Regions from separate parts of the Mus musculus genome. Here regions 2 and 3 are each linked to region 1. Evidence: chromatin contacts called from public Hi-C and HiChIP or PLAC-seq data. All regions are on one chromosome and are shown on one strand. Each heading gives the region's core, a stretch centred on a gene start, on an enhancer-like site or on the middle of the called end of the contact. The rest is flanking DNA. Distances are from core to core; before and after follow the strand shown. Region 1 holds the start of Map4k3 (mitogen-activated protein kinase kinase kinase kinase 3). Region 2 overlaps Tmem178 (transmembrane protein 178). Region 3 has its middle 21 kb from the start of C230072F16Rik.

Evidence for each region. A called contact is a pair of places that touch in the nucleus more often than the background predicts. HiChIP or PLAC-seq counts read pairs in DNA pulled down with a chosen protein or histone mark.
Region 2: a contact with region 1 is called in an H3K4me3 HiChIP or PLAC-seq map of forebrain, with 4 times the contacts expected there. The contact joins the enhancer-like site here to the promoter of Map4k3 in region 1. A contact is called at or near these places in 8 of 39 promoter capture datasets (the 3T3-L1 cell line, 3T3-L1-derived adipocytes, cranial neural crest and 4 more), 4 of 484 Hi-C or Micro-C datasets (the N1E-115 cell line, cochlea, frontal cortex and 1 more), 14 of 115 datasets of contacts at active chromatin or transcription factors (bone marrow-derived macrophages, craniofacial prominence, embryonic basal ganglia and 11 more) and 1 of 9 other capture datasets (embryonic stem cells).
Region 3: a Hi-C map of cerebellum shows a contact between it and region 1, with 1.7 times the contacts expected there. The contact joins the enhancer-like site here to the promoter of Map4k3 in region 1. A contact is called at or near these places in 5 of 39 promoter capture datasets (the 3T3-L1 cell line, 3T3-L1-derived adipocytes, cranial neural crest and 2 more), 7 of 484 Hi-C or Micro-C datasets (the AML12 cell line, cardiomyocytes, cerebellum and 4 more), 5 of 115 datasets of contacts at active chromatin or transcription factors (bone marrow-derived macrophages, embryonic limb bud, embryonic stem cells and 2 more) and 1 of 9 other capture datasets (adipose tissue).

What each region holds. Positions count from the first base shown.
Region 1 is chr17:80,726,361-80,729,859 of GRCm38.p6, forward strand. Map4k3 (mitogen-activated protein kinase kinase kinase kinase 3) reads right to left here and starts at 1,665. Exons shown (of 34, transcript NM_001290345.1): 1 at 1,434-1,665. The coding sequence starts at 1,529. It also overlaps the pseudogene Gm9959.
Region 2 is chr17:80,968,044-80,971,542 of GRCm38.p6, forward strand. All of the region lies in intron 1 of Tmem178 (transmembrane protein 178), which reads left to right. Among named protein-coding and RNA genes, the nearest start is that of Tmem178, 25 kb to the left of the region's middle. Within about 2 kb of position 1,793, at least 61 of the 459 cell types and tissues checked have an H3K27ac peak or open chromatin away from gene starts, as enhancers often do. A contact at or near this core is called in the N1E-115 cell line, craniofacial prominence, embryonic basal ganglia and 3 more, where this site is marked.
Region 3 is chr17:80,874,366-80,877,864 of GRCm38.p6, forward strand. No RefSeq gene overlaps it. Among named protein-coding and RNA genes, the nearest start is that of C230072F16Rik, 21 kb to the right of the region's middle. Within about 2 kb of position 1,511, at least 7 of the 459 cell types and tissues checked have an H3K27ac peak or open chromatin away from gene starts, as enhancers often do. A contact at or near this core is called in cerebellum and rod photoreceptor, where this site is marked.

The sequences.
Region 1 (3,499 bases), core at 415-2,914:
TCTCAGCTTCACACTGGTGTCTGTGGCCTTCGGATCATGACCCCTCTACGTGGCTTCGTCCCCTCTCACCATTGCCCTGAGCAAGGCCTTATCATCTTCCAGATCTTGGCTAGAAGCTGCCAGACTGGAGGGGGGACAAACCCAGCCCTCTTGTTCTGTGCTAGCAACCTTTGCCAGACCCTTGACGTCCTCTCTACACAGAATACGACTGGAATGAAGTGAAACTCTGCTGTTTAATGCTGTTCTTGTCCAGGAAAAAAAAAAAAAAAGACTTCAAATAAATCTGGGTCCATTCCTGTCTTTAGTTCATCAACACGTGGCTGCTAAGTTATACACTGGAGTTATGCTCCACACACCTTTGTCAACAGAGGAAAGTGTGGTGCTATGTGATCATTCACAAAAGCCAAGCAGATCACTCACAAAAGACCTGAGGTATTGGCTAACTTACCTTATGCGTTCCATTGAGGCAAGAATAAAAAGCCCATTGCTTTAGCGTGGGCAAAAATAAAGTGAAAACTAAACTTTCCAAGTCATACTCTGGGCATCCTCAGGTGTTCTGGAAAACAGGAGCCCAACTTCAGTTACCATGTAAGTAGATAGGCAACTAAATCAAGACTGCTGCCACCTTTGGCACTATCCGCCTCCCTTCTTGGCAGACTCCGCGAGGCCAAGAGTTTTACTGGCCAGGGAAGAACGATTTATCCTCCCACATTTAGAAGCGATCCCTCTGCAACAGAAACGCTGTCCTGCTAAGGAGCTCTGAATTCTAACCTTGTCAAACCAATACTCTTCCTAGATACTCGACTCTCACACACACACAAGAAAGAAAAAGAAAAGGAAAAATATCTGATTCCTATGTGTCACTGACAAAAACAAACCCCATTATCCAATTCTTTTTGGAGGAAAAAAAAAAAACCTCGAAGTTGCTGTCTTGCCTCCAAAAACCCATCTCTTTTTACAAAACATGACTACTTGGAAAATTACAAGGAACTGACAAGCAGATGTTAAGAGGCTAAAGGCTAAAGCACGGGCAGATGTTAAGAGGCTAAAGGCTAAGCTGTCGATGGAGGCTGCCCAGCGTTAGGACAGATCCAGCAGGCCCGGGCGGACAGTAGCTCCCAGCCACCGGGGCCTATGATCCCAGGTCCCGGAGAGGCACGTAGGTTTGTCAAGCGCCAAGCCCCAGCACCGGGGTTCGTCACACAGACCCTGCCCAGGCAACAAGCGCCCAGCCCCGCTCCGCCCTCCCAGGAACGCAGCGGCTCCGGCCGCAGCCCTTCCCGGGACTGCACGCAGGAGAGCCTGGGAGGGTCAGAGACCCGCGCGTCCCGGGCACAGCTCCGGCGAGGACGCCGAGGGCTGAGGTCCCCACGCCTGCCTCTTTGTTCCGTCCCCCGCGGCGCAGGCCCCGGCTCGGCCGCCCCTGCCCTCACCTTGTAGACGTCGCCGTAGGTGCCGCTGCCGATGCGCTGGATCAGCTCGAAGTCCTCCTGCGGGTTCCGGCGGGACAGATCGAAGCCCGGGTTCATGGCGGGCCCCGGGTGCCCCCCACCTCCCTCCCGGCCCGGGGAGGGGGGGCGCTCACGGGGGCCGCACGGAGGGAGCGCCCGCGGCCGGCCCGGCTCCGCCGCCGGTCACAATCGCCCGGCTGCACGCCGCGGCCGCCGCCGACCACGACGAGCCGCCCGGCGTCCCCGCCCCCCGCCGCCGCGCCGAGCCGGGTCACACCCACCAGGAGAGGAGCGCGCCCGCAGCCCCTCGCTCGGGGTGCAGTTCCAACATGGCTTCCGCCCGCCGCTCCGCTCCGCCCGCCCGCACGCCCTCCCTCCGGTTCCCGGCCCCGCTCGCCACTGCGCAGCCGCCATCCCGGAGGCCGCGCGCTCCCGGCGGGCCCTGCGCGCCCCCGGCTCGCGCGCCCGGTCGGGACACGCCGGACGCGCCAGACTCCGGGTAACAAAGTTGGACTCGCTGCTTGTGGTCCCAGCCCCAGCCCCAGCAGGTAGTAGTTGCCACGCACAAGACGGTATTCCCCAACTTTCTAAGAGCAAGTACATCCGAGAGCCCCGACCCTTTCTTCTAGGTTTAGGGGAGGAGGTCCCCATCAGAAAGGTGAGAAAGACCCTCGGGGGACAGTGACACTTGGGCTCTTGGGGTTGGCTTGACAGGGGTGCAGAGAGAACAAGGGGCGGGGAGAAATCCGTGGAGGGAGTGGGCGGGAAGCAGTGCAGAACCAAAGCCGTGATTGACCTCTGTCCAGGGAGAAGGCTGGATTTTTCAAAGCCCGGGGCGGGGACTACGCAAGCTGTCTGACAACCCTGAGACGAGGGTGGTTGCAGAGGGTGTGGCCTGGACAGGGATCTATTCCCACACCTGAAATGTAAACACGTGACCATCCGGAAGCTACGTAGCCGCGACATTACCTGCCCAGAGCTCCACCCAGCATAAGATCCAGATAACCAGCATTACGTCCAGACTGCTAAAAGTTAGCTAAGAAAGGACTTAGGCAGTGGAAGGGTCAATGTTGAGTTCTTAGTAAACTTAACTACTACCCATTTCCAAAAGCTGTAGCGAGGTCCACTCTGGCGCTCTGTTGGATATTTTGCTTTAAAAATGCTTTTCTAATCTCTTTAGGGACCTAAAGACTAATGTGCCTTAATGTCCAATTCCTTCTCAGAAACTTGGTCTCATCAAACCTTAAAACCTTTCTATCATGTTACTTACAGTAAACTTACCTATTGACTAAATTCCCAAATTGTGTGCTCCAAACCATACGTGGAGTCATCCAAGCACTTTAGTTATCCCAAAGCATCAGATTGTGACAGGGTTGCAATTCTGCCCCAGGAGTGCACGTCACAGGATTAATTGAGGATAAACCTTAAGGCTGTGCTATCCTGAGCTCCTCGGGACGAGGCATGGTTTTCCCCGCTTCCTCCCGGTGGAAGGCACTTGCAGGGGCTGAGGAGCAGGCCTGCCTTCTGCCTGTGCTGTGGGCGGAGAACTGTTTGTCTTCTTTAGGCTAAACAGGCAGATAATTCTGGATTCAGATAAGGAAATGGAAGTCTCTCAAAGCAGGACCTGCTCTGCTTGCTTTCTCTGCCCTTTTGTGCTTTAAAAAAAAAAAAAAAAAAAAAAAGCCAAGTTTCCAGGACTGAAAGCCATTCGGCTTGCACCAGAAAGTTCTAATGGTTTCACTGTTTTGTTTGCTGGGATTATCATCTCTGCAGATAACCGAGTGTTTGCATCACTAATAGGCTTCTTTCAAAGGGAAAAGACATTTCAGTGGGGTTGGAACAGGCTTTCAAGTTTTGTTTGTTCCATTTTGGCAAGGCTTAACTACTTCTTCTCCTTTTTTTTTTTCCCCAGAGAGACAGATTTTCTTGTAAGGGCTCGATTTGCCACATGGGTTAGGCCATAAATAAAAAGGTCTTTTGTAATTAACTGCTCACAAGGAATGAAAATAATTTGTTCCTTTGGGGATCTACCCATACTGGTAAATACA
Region 2 (3,499 bases), core at 543-3,042, 240 kb after region 1:
CAGGCCTTCCTGTCCCAGGCCTGAGAACCCTTGAGCTCCTGCTGTTCAAGGTTAACTCTACCATCCTGGGAGCCTCCATTGTCTCTTGCCTCTCCAGGTCCCTCCCGACTCAGGCACCCTGTTCTCTGACACCAGAGTGCTGCCTACTTCTCCTTTATGTCAGAGCCGTGGTTCTCAACCTTTCTAATGCTGTGACCTTTTACCACAGTTCCTCGTGCTGTGGTGACCCCCAATTATCTTCATTGCTACTTCATAACTGTAGTGTTGCTACTTCTATGGATTGTAGTGCAAGTGTCTGACGTGCGACCCCTGCGAGAAGGTGGAGAGCCACTGTGCTGGAGGCATTGTTTTACATCTCTTCATCCTATTATTTAAAAAATGCCAGTGCCCTTCAATGGACCCCTAACTCTTCAAGGGAGAGCTTGTGTTTGCTCACATTCAGTTTGTAGGTAGAGTGGGACTTGGGGTTCCGGGAGAGTGAAATCACCGGGTCTGTAGCTCAGGTTAGACAAGTGATTCACTAAGGTTGCAGAAGACTAGTTAAATTAGATCAGACAAAACGGATAAAGACAAGAAACATCCATTAAAGATGACCATGAATATGAAGTGCCTAGGTTCTTACAGCCCTTTTATAACTAGGATTCAGAATTACTTTTCTGTATGTCCTAAAGCGAGCATTTAATAGGACTACTTTCCATGTTTTACCCAGAATAGGGCAGCGTGGGACGGAGCACACCAGACCAGGTTCTGCTTTAGAGAAATGACAGTCTTCCTGTTATGCACTTTGTAGAACCAAAGTTGGTTTGTCTGCCTGCAAGCAAACATTGGCAGCTGACCAGTCCACTGTGGGCTTTGCTTTACTCCCCATTTGTTTTGAGTTGAGATCCCTTGTGTGTGGCTTAGGCTGGCCTTGAACTTGCTATGCAGACAACAATGACCTTGAATTTCTGATCCTCCTACCTCCACCTCCAAATGCTAGGATTACAGATGAGGACTGCCACATTCTGTTTATACAGCGCTGGGGATCGAATCCAGGGCCTTGTGCACGCTAGACAAGCAATCTACCAACTTGAGCTATATCGCCAGCCCCACTGTGGCTCTTAAATGAGCTAGGTACCAAGAGCTGCAGCCTGGAGCTTGAAGCATCCACAGAAACTGATTTCACCTCTGCACACTTGCATCTTGACAAAGGGTTGTGCTCCCAGAAACCCATAGAATCAGCTAAAGCTATGTCCACATCAGGGTGGATACTACACAGATGTATAGCCACTGGCCAGAATTGCCTCTGAGTACTGTGTTGAATCTCAGCAGGACGTCATCTGATGCTCAGACTGGAAAACTCAGCTACTTCTGAGCCCCGAGGGAGAAACAAGAGGCAAGGGCTTCATTCCTTGCACTGGGCTCTTGTGCTCAGGTAGAAGGCATGAGACCTGTGGGATGCCCTAGAACACTGGCCGTCCAGCCCCGGGCTTTGAAAAACAAACAGATTCAAATCAGAAATCATCTGGTAACAGAATAATCCATAAAGGATGTTGCCAGAGAGATTTGAAGAAAAAAAAAAGTCCTTAGAATTTTCTTAAATTAGGTTTTTCTTTTAATTACCTACTTATCCTTCAGAAACTTGGAGCGCTCCCATTCCTTATCAACATATTCCTTGTCAATTATGCACAGGCTCAGGCTTATGGTGCCGAGGGTGATGCTTAAGTTCGGAGGCAGCTGGAAATGTTTCCCCCTGGGTGGAGGGGCTGAGAGGAATGCTGATGTGCTGAGCAGACTGGCTGCCTAGGAGAGCCAAGGAGCAAGGCGCCTGGGGGCAGGGAGCCAAGCTGATGGGGCTGGTGCCCAGGCTGGGGAGTGTGTGAGAGTGTGTGTGGGGGAAGGGGGGCAGAGCCGTTGGTGACAGGGAGGATGGGCGGAGTGGGGGAGGGGGGAGGGGAGAAAGGGGTGGGGGCTGAGTGCTAACCTTTTGACTTTTGTGATCCAGATGAACTGTATTTCCTGGCTGGTTCTTAATATCTTTTCTTTCAAATAGCTAATGTAAGGATGCTAAGCAAAACTGCTTATTGGTACATTTTACCCTCCTTGCTTGATTGGCTACATCATGCTGCTTGACGGAAGATTAATGCTGGAAACATTGTGTGGGCACGCTCTGATGAGATGTGGGGGGACGGCAGTGGTGCGTGTGTGGTGCGCGTACGAGATGCAATGTGTAGGGTGAGGTACCGGTCCACATTATTTCCCAGAAATCTTATCCCCTGTCCTCTCCTTGTCCTTGATTAGGCAACGTGTATGCCTTTGTTGGGACTAGATGTGATAGGGACAGGTGGTAAACACAAAGGAAACTGCAGTTCCCCTTCATGCCGGCATTGGACCTGAGCCACAAGTCCGTTTAAGCTCAAGTGCTTGGCTGTATGGATTGCTTGAACTGTGTGGATAGGTGAGGAGAGTATCGAATGAGAATCCAGTTTGAGAGTGTACAGGCTGTGGGATAGGTTTTCTACCCCCCTGCAAACAGGGATTCCCCATATGGACATTTCAGCTTCACTTGGTCAAACTGTGAGGTTTCCCCTTGCTGTTGCCACACTGAGGTTAGAATACGCTCAGCTCCAGCACCCCATGCCCTCACTCTGATGAGTTTGTGCGCATCTGGCTCTCTGGAAGACCTCCCTAGAAGTCCTTCCCCTCATCCACTTCCCACATCTCTTCCCTTCCTGGTTGTTTCTGCATCTCTCGGTTTCATTTGTCTCAGGCCCAGTCAGGTGCTCTGCCTTCAGGGAAAGATGTCTTTACACGGTGGTTTCAATGAACTCATTTTAATTCCTGCTTAGGCTTGGAGGAGGACAGCCCGAGTCCGTCAGCGTGTAGCAAAATGGGACGGGAGTGTAGACAGATATGATAAAAGCCAAGCTGACCTCGGTGCAGGCCTGCCCGCTCTGCCCTTCTCTACTTAGAAGAATTAGCTGGGCAAGATGAGGCGTGATCATGGTCAGATAGCCAAGAGGAGGCTGATGAAAGGGATTGCTCGCTATCTTCACTTGATCTTCACTGAAAGGCTAACTTTAGGGAGCCAGTAGGCAGGCTGTTTAACTTCTTCAAGCCTCAGTGTCTTCCTTAAAACAGAGATAATAAGAAAGCCAGCCACACAGGGATTGGAGTAAAGCTGTATGCACGGAGCTTGCCGTAAAAATTCTAACCATTGCTGTTTGGGTCGCCATAAACAGCCCTCCTTAGTGCCCCAGGCTTTATCTCTTTACTGTGAGAGGGGTAGACTCTCTGCCACAGGGAAGTAACGGAGCGCGGAGCAGAGCATGTCACGCTCTGGAATGAGTAAAAGCATGGTTGCCGTTTCCCTATACTCTTGCAACCAAGCGTCCGGGTGGGCTCAGAAGTGGCCTTATCCGGCGGCAGGCTGGTGTAGTGGCTTCTAGACATGTGCGGAGGAGCTGTTTGGAAGAAACACAACACATAGGAAGTAGTGACGAGGGCAGAGGGCAGCCAA
Region 3 (3,499 bases), core at 261-2,760, 150 kb after region 1:
GCTCTGAGGGACATTTCCAACCCCAGAGTGTAAAGCTGGAAGGGGTCTTTGAGATCCTAGAGTATGGTTCTGTCCTTGAACAGGGCAAGAGAAGGAAGTTGCAAAAAATGATGTGATCTGTTACTTACAGAGCAAAGAGCCCATGTCTCCTATATTATCAATTCATCTCCTCCTGCCTTACGGAATCAAACAGGACAGACATCAACTATCAGCTTTCCAGTGTGTGCAATGAGGTCCAAGTGGATGATAGAGCTAAATACATCCTTGATATACTTGGGGGGTTATGCGTGAATGCACATGTGTGGCTCAGCAGATATGGAGCCCAGTCAACTAGAATAATACAGGTACTACATTATACATCATTTGGTTTAGCAGAGTTGCTTCTTGTCGTTAGTGACTTTTTAAATTAAAAGTAGAAAACAAGTAAAACTTTAGATCCTTATTTACAATAGTTACAATTCAAATGCTCAGTAGCTTCTTGTCACTGATATCTGCCATATTGGACACGCAGCAGACCATTTCATCGGTGTAGAAAGTCTTTCTCCAGTCCACAGCCAGATCTTCTTGAGCCTGCATCCCAATCCCACTGTTCCCACGGGAGATTATGGGGGTTATTTAAAGTTCTCAGGCCTCCCTTCCTCATTGGTGAAGTGGGCAGAAATCCCAGTATCTGTTTCACTGACTGCCCTGAAGGTCATAGATACAAGAGAGGAACTGTGTAGCTTGTGAGTAGAGGAAGAGATAGTAGGTACTAAATAAATACCACTCTCATCAACAGACATCCCAGCATCCTGCTTTAGTACCTGTGGTCTCTTCTAAGTAGACTAGTGCAACCTGGTTCCCAGAAGTGTAAGGCATTGATTCTAAGAAATCAACATCTTTAGTGGGTTATAATAAAAGGAAATCAGGAATGTGGAGATTAGACAAGGGGCTGGGGGGTGGGTTTTATTTTGGGGGATAAAATCGTGTGGGATGTGAGATGGATAGAAGTCTCTGAAGCTGCTGTTTCCCCCATTTGTCAAGAACTGATTAAACATATCCCCCAAGCAATGAAGACATCAGAGGTATCAGTCTGTGTGGCCACAGAGGTCTTATTCCCTCCTCCTAACCACTGTCATGATGGCTTGCCCGCTTGTCCACAAGAGGGAAGCAGGGGAAAGGAGAGAAGGGGACTCTTCCGAGCCTCACTGGCTCTTGGCAGGAAGCTCCGGACAAAGGGAAGCTGATTAAAACAGAATTGTCTTTCACACAGCCCCAGGCCTCAGGTGTGTTTTTCTTGAACTCATTACCTCACGATTCTTCCCAAAAGCTATGTTATCTAGAAAAATTACAGTTCATAGCCTTTGGGGTGTTGACAATAATTTTTACACCTGGCTAACGGCTGGTACCAACCTCCCAGGAGCCAAAGCGGCAACAACAACCCAAACAAGCAAACAAACAGACAAACAAACAGAATGCCACAACAGACTCTCAGGCAGAAGGTGTGAGGAGAGAGTGGTGGCTGGTGTCCAGGTAATTTAGCCACATGGCCAGCTCCTCTATACCGACTGTTCTGCCAGGGCTCATAAAGCATTGGAAAGAGATATTAAAAGAAATGATTCCTTTGCCCTTGGGGGATTTTGAGTAATTTGGGAGCTAGTGAGCCAAGGGACAAAAAGGGCTTAGGGTGACAGCTGAGGGTGGGTTGGGGGAAACACTGCGATAGGAGCCTCGGGATGTGCTGTATTCCCTGTCTCCTGTTAATTAATAGTGTGACTTGGGGTGAGTTCTGGCAATTCTTTGGGTCTCCTCAGTTTCATCATGGATTCATTTAAGATGATGGACTGACTGATTTTAGAGTTCTCCTCCATGTCTAGGATTCTGAGACCTTGACTCAGATGTGGAGATGTGAGTCTATGCTCCATAGAGTAAGGGCTGACAGAAAGCATGCAATCTCTAGTTTTATTTAATTTTGGAACAACAGCTTATTTATTGTAAGAGCGTCCCATGCAATGTTTGGATGCACTTGTACTGCAAGAGTGGTTGATGCCTCTCTAAAAATCTAAGTTTTTCTGGATAAGATGTTTATTTGACATTTCCTGTCTTCTACTTAGCTATGTCTGACCTCTTGTTTAGAGGGGAACATGTTTTAGGGGTCAAGGAAACGTATATCTGCCTCTCTGTCTTCATACTGACACATGATAGGAAGAAATTGATGAATGTGGCTTCTCAGACTCAGAGAGAGTCCTTGGCCACATTTGACTTCACCACAGAAGTCAAGGCCTTAGCTTCTTGGGTAGACATGGGAGCCACTGGTTCTTTTTTCGTTCAGCTTTCAGGGGAGACAACCTCACACAAGCAGAGCTGCTAATGGGAAGGCAGAGGGAGGTTCTCCCTCTGTACTGTCCTCTCTACAGACTTTGTTCATTCCAGCATCTAGCAAACAGACCCGCAAGCTGGCTGTGTGGGCAATGCCCCCATTCTCAGGCCCTAAGACACAGTGTTGGGTATAAGCAAATGTCTCCCTGCTTAATCTTCCCTCCCCCTCTAATCTGCCATTTACCAGTGAGCTCTGAATTTGGAGATCATATACTGCTGTTTATAGTAATTCACTATCTCTCGTTTTCTCATTGGGATGGTGGATTTCTTTGTTTTCCCATGTGATGCTACGTCATTGCTGTCTCTAAATCTCATCCTGGTTATTGACCAGCCTAGAGCAGAGGAAAGGGGTCAGCATACAAAGTCATTAGAAAGAAAAAAGTAGGAAGAAAGAACTAAATATAGGTCCCTGGGAGACATGCCAGTTGCTTATATGAATGTTATAGGTAACCCTATGTTATGGACAACTGCTTGAAATAAGGCAAGGGTGACTCTAGTCTTGCCATAGCCCAGCATTTCAGGTACGGACACCGACAATGACACAGTCAATAAAAGACATCTCTTGGGATTCTTTACCAACAGATGCCATAATCACAGTGATTGCAAGTTTTGTGGTCCAGCCCTTTAGTTCTTGCTGTTGCATTGCTGCATGCAACATAGCAGTACCTCCTGCTTCCTGTCACTGGCTTTCCTGAACCTACAGGATTAAGTTCCTATGCCACATAAAAGTGCATTTTCCTAGAGAAGCAAGTCTAAACTCCACAGCACAATACCCAGAGCCTCCCCAGGATGTTGGAATGCTTTTTGAATTTTTGCGTTTTTCCTGCTCCAACCTTCTAGGTTCCAAGGATTCTAGGTTCATCCAAATAAACACTCAATTATTTTCCAAACACTTCCTCCACCTCTCTAGACTTTTTCACATGCTGGTTGCTTTATAAATGCCCTTCCTCTTCTCTGGCTGATATATAATTTCTTTTGAGTCTTGGTTCAAGTGGGAGCTCCCTGATACACAGTTCAAGTCCAATTCTTCATAAGCTCCCTGCTTCCTATCTCTTTACACTGAACCATACTGAACTTTAATAATTGAGCCAGAGGTCTGTTTCTCCCACAGTTTAAGAGCCCTGCCAAGGGCAAATGACTT